Linked DNA regions of Gossypium arboreum: region 2 is linked to region 1. Evidence: chromatin contacts called from public Hi-C data. All regions are on one chromosome and are shown on one strand. The core of a region is the stretch at or near the end of the contact, and the rest is flanking DNA. Distances in the headings are between cores, read along the strand shown.

What was found. A called contact is a pair of places that touch in the nucleus more often than the background predicts.
Region 2: a contact with region 1 is called in a Hi-C map of leaf, with 4 times the contacts expected there. The contact joins the promoter of LOC108473386 here to the enhancer-like site in region 1. A contact is called at or near these places in 2 of 5 Hi-C or Micro-C datasets (both in leaf).

The regions. Positions count from the first base shown.
Region 1 is chr3:119,208,434-119,211,133 of ASM2569848v2, reverse strand. No RefSeq gene overlaps it. Among protein-coding and RNA genes, the nearest start is that of LOC108475883, 40 kb to the right of the region's middle. Within about 2 kb of position 1,408, at least 1 of the 2 cell types and tissues checked has an H3K27ac peak or open chromatin away from gene starts, as enhancers often do. A contact at or near this core is called in leaf, where this site is marked.
Region 2 is chr3:119,426,014-119,428,713 of ASM2569848v2, reverse strand. It overlaps LOC108473386 (ubiquitin carboxyl-terminal hydrolase 16-like), which reads right to left and starts at 1,449. Exons shown (of 12, transcript XM_053025828.1): 1 at 1,016-1,449; 2 at 640-928. The coding sequence starts at 923.

The sequences.
Region 1 (2,700 bases), core at 159-2,658:
AACTTAGCCAATAGTGGCTTGAAATGTTATTTTGTAACCTAGCCACTGGAATGGCTAGTAATGGTTCATTTTGGTATGACTAGGTAGATTATTATGATATATATATACACATGTGTTATGTTAAGAATATGTGATAAATGTTGTGAATGCCTAAGTTAAACTAAGGTAAGGTTGTGATCATGTATGCTTGTAGTGATATGCCTTGTGAATGATAAGATTTGCTCAAGTTGAATGCTTAGATTGGTTGGTATTGAATGTGTGTTTCAAGTGCAGGTCTTGGGTGAAATTTTGGGTTAGAAACGAAGCTAGAAATGGCTTCATTTTGTCCACACAGACTGACACACGGGCGTGTGTCTAGACCGTGTGTGACACACGGCCTGGTAACATAGGCATATGGTTAGGCCGTGTGTCCCCTGCACCTTAATTTTGAGAAACAGAATGCTCAGAATTAAGCACACGAGCAAAGACATGGGCGCGTGTCTCAGTCGTGTGTGCCACACGGCCTAGAACACGGGCATGTGTATTGGCCATGTGAAACCTGGACCTAATTTCGAATTGAATTAATTAACCACACGGCCTAGCATAGGGGCGTGTGACATGGCCGTGTGCACAAGTTAGAGAGTTACATAGGGTCGAACACGGCCTCTAACACGGGCGTGTCCCAGGGTCACACAGGCGTGTCCCTTAGACCACATGGGCGTGTGAGCCCTGCACCTTGGAAAAATTTTGAAAAGTCGCAAAAAATTCTTAAAGTTCTCGATTAAGTCGATACTCGATTCTAATGCTCGTATTGGGCTTTGAAGGCCCAATTAAGGGACGTTTGAATGTTCTCGAATAATGAATAGTAACTTACATGAATTATTTGTAAAATGTTTTGAATGTTCCGGTAATACTCCTAAACGCTGTTCCGACGACGGATACGGGTTAGAAGTATTACACTGCTACTGTATTATATTACATTATCATTATTACTGACATATTAATTCTAATATAAGATTTTCTTACAACCATAACTATAATTTGATTTAAAAGCCTAATACAATCATAAAAAGTTTGATTTTTTTATGAAGAGGTTGTTTTAAAATTAAATTAAATTAAATTAAATCAATTGATATAATTGATTATAAGTATTAGGATAGTAAAATAATATTTACTAAAAGTAATACAAATTATATATGTATTTGTGCTATAAGCAATAAAATATATGTTTGAAATTTTTTTATTAGAGCTAACAACGTTATCTTTTATAAAAAAATTAAGAAAAAAAATATAAAAAGATTTCCTAAAAGAAGCTGGGGAATTTATACTAGTTGAGTATAAAAGAGAATAGGAGGCCCAGATTGGGAGGAAACCGAATCTAGGAGTGGTGAACTTAATTGGGTTAGATAAAACGAGTTTATCCTTAGCCATAGGGCTTCACATTTCAGTCTTCTCTGTCCGTGGCTGATTTGCTTGTACTAGAGTGGGCTTTTAGTAAGGGACGAAGTCTGGAATTTTTTTAGGGTTAAAATCAAATTTAATTTTTACTATAATAAAATATAATTTTATTATTTTAATAATTTATATTTTTATAGTTTTTAAAAAATTAAATTAATTTTTTTATAAATTTTAGGATGTCAAAATGTAATTTTTATTAATTAAATTTTTAAAGGATTTTAAATAAAAAATTTTATTTTAGGAGGACTGAATCCTACCAACCCCTAATTACACTTTTTTTTTTTTTAACTTTTTCTCACAACTTTTATTTTCTTCCATTGTAAATTCCCTGCGGATTGGCTTTCATTCAAAGTCCTTGTATCAGCTATTACTTATATTCTATGTTGCTCAATCCTTCAATTTTGTTGAACTACTCATTTACCATACTTGTGTATATGGGAATGTTATCTTTCAAACCTAGCCATACCCATACCCATACCCGCATCTGAGTCAGAATAATGTAACTCTATATCATGTTCTGTTTATAATAATAACCTTAAAAAGCCATATTGTATTTAACTTTCCTTCCCAGCTGTTTCTTGCCCTTTTGGGTTTATTTCCTTGTATGTTTTTAACTAATAAGGAATGAGGCATGATGTTTTGAGGTACAATATTGTATTTGATTTACCTTATGTTATTGTGTTGTTATTTTGGCCAAACGATATGTTGTTTGAAGTTCTAAGAAAATACCAAGTGGTTAGAAAAAATGAAAGGTTTTTTTAAATATTTAGAATGAATTCAAATTTTCAAGTTATTAAAATGATACAACTTTCTTTAAATATTATTAATTAAGATTATTCTCAAATTATAAAATGAATAAAGATTATAAAAATTATTTTTATGAACATGAACCTTCGTGTTTTGAATATTTATAAACATTATCTCTAGAATGGAAGGAAAGAAAAGAAAAGAAAAGTTAGATTCCTTGTGGCAAATATATTAGTTACAAAAGATTATTATATACTTTATGTTATTTTCTTATATTTTCGTCTATTCGTGCGTAGTACGAATTTTTAATTTTAATTTTAATTATTTTTCATATTATATTTATATCGTATAACCGTATAGTTATTAAATCTAACCATACGTAAAATGAATATCAACGAAAATGTTAAATGGGTCTGAGTGAAGTATCATGAAATTCGTGAAGCCAGTAAGGATATAAGATAAGATGGTTGTGAAGCAGCTAAGAAAAAATAATGGAGAATCCAAGAAAATGTTACT
Region 2 (2,700 bases), core at 200-2,699, 220 kb before region 1:
ATTCATTAGGTGGATTTTCTTTTGGTTACTTTTCCATCAAATGAACCACATTTTTAATGATTCGCAAATGTAGTTAGTGAACATACAAAACCTCAACTCTTAGATTAAAAAGAACCCCTAAACTGCAGACAAAAAAGGCACAAAGGAAAAGGTTATTTTCAAGAGGAATTGTTTTTCTAATATCCTGTCTTTGTAACCTAGAGATAGGAGGCTCAAACATGTAATTTACAAACCAAAACATTTTCAGAAAATCAGCATAAACATCCACCAAAAAATTGCAGCATTTAAGACCAACTCCAAACTTCCCATCAATGATAGATTGTGGATGTTGGGTTTAAAATTAATTTTCACAAAGTCTTCTAAATTGCTTCGTTGCTCACTACATAAACACTTACACGACTACCGTACATTCACACATGTTAAAGCGTATTTAAACTAGACCCACACTCGCCCTGCGCTACTTGAAGCACTTATCTAATCAAATATTTTTTCGATTACATACTCTTTAAGACAGTATTGTCAGATAAAAGAATCAAATTTATCTCAAATACATTTGAAACAAAATCGCCTAAACAAAAAGAAATCTCAATAATTATAAATAAATTAGAACAATAACACGAAATTAACAAGCTAACGTACCAATATCGAACCCCTTTACAGCGAGCGCACCGCGTGGTAGTAGGACAATAACAAACAGCACACTGGTGATAGTTCCGCGAAATAGAAACCGTACCGTATTCAATAGTCGCTTCAAGCTCGACTCTAGCCGCCTCCTCAGAGGCCAAAATCAAGAGCCTCTTTATCTCCGCTTGCCTTGCTACAGAAAACTGCCATTTCCGCCTTACGAAAAAGCCGATCAAAGGAAGGAGCAGGGAGAGCACGAGCACCAGGCTCGGAAACCCTAAATCCCAAATAAAAAGCATTTATCCTGCAGCCAATACCAATAGGCATCCAAAGTAGTCGGCAAATCCTACTCTCCAAATCTCAGCACTAGACATAGATTCCAACGACGTACCCGTCTTGATCGCTTTCGCGATGGAACAAACTCCGGCCGTCGAACATGCAACCGTAGCCGTTGGTGTGGACTGAAACAAGACGGTTGAAGTGCACCGTGATCTCGAAAAATAGAATAATTTTATATTTTATAAAAAATAAAAATAAAATAAACAAATCTAAAAGGGGGTGGCAGTGGGAGAAGAATGTCGATCTTGCTTGGGTTAGCAAAAAGGTGAAAGTTTAAGCTTCTTGTTGAGCTCGGAGGATTTTCAGACAATAAATTTTTCCCTTTTTTAGATCGAGATTTTTACAGGGAGAAAGGGAAATAAAAGGAAAATAATATTAAAAAGGGACATTAACTTAGCAAAATAAATATTAAAATATGTTATTAAAAAGGGAAAATTGATGGTCGAGGGGGAAAGGAATTTTGTCTTCAGGTATCGAGAAGCGTGAATTCTTTGGCCATCAAATATTCGAACCAGGGTGGGGGCCACGGGTTGAACCGGCTAACTTCCGGTCTTTTTCATTATTTATTAGCGGGGGTTGTTTTTGATTTGGTAATGGATACTGCGTTTGGACGGTCACAGTAATACGAGGAATCGGACGGTAGAGATTTGTTTTTGATTTGGTGGAGGCCGGAATCTGATGATGATGGTTCACTTACCATAATAATTATTCCTTTTCCAGTCTTTGAGTTTTCCCTCCGCTGGAAATAAACCATTCCAGAAGTAATTGCTTTATTTAAACTATTATTATTTTATTTAAATAAAATTATAAATTTATTTAATGAATATGCCCGAATTAACCTTCGCATTTGAATTTCTTCGACTAGAAAATGTTTCCCATGTCTACCGTCACATCATTAATTCATGATCAATTTTCTTTGTTTACATTAATTGAATAGCAAATAAAATGGTGAAAAGTTAATTTATTTGATTCTTTAATTTTTTAAAATTATTTTTATTTATTTTTATTTTAAAATTTATGTCAATTGTGAAATTATTTTAAAATAAATAGAAAAATTAATTTTGTTAATTTTATCGATATGGCATAAATATAGATTACCCTACGAATATCATGTCATCAATTAATTAATTTTTAAAATTTAAAATATTATAAAATTTATTAAAAATATAAGAGTTATTAAAATTATTAAAAAGTATATAGTTTTTAATTTTAAAAATTAATTAATTTACATGCGGACTGTCACATCAACAAAGTTAATGAATGTTATTTTTTTATCCATTTTAATTTAACAAATAATACAAGTTTATGACTTAAAAGAAAAAATTATTAAATGAAAAACTAAAATAATTTTTTTACAAAGTTGAAGGCTTAAAAATCATTATATCTAAAAATTTGCTCTTTAAACTACTTTTACCTTTACATTTTATAAAGAAAATGATACTTTTAAATCAATAATTTTAAATAGTGTAACGATAAAAATAAAGTAATTTTAAATAGTGTAATATATTGATATAAAAATATATATATAGCAATTTTAAATTTTATATAATATAAACTATTAATTGATATTCCAAATTTTATTGCGACTTTTATCTGTACGAAGTTATGATTTTCCTGAATTGGATTACGTTTTCCATAATGTTATTCATAATTATGATAAATAAAACCAAAATTTGATATATTTTATTATTTAAGTCATTTTTGTAATACATGGGTCATAATACATTTGCAAATTTG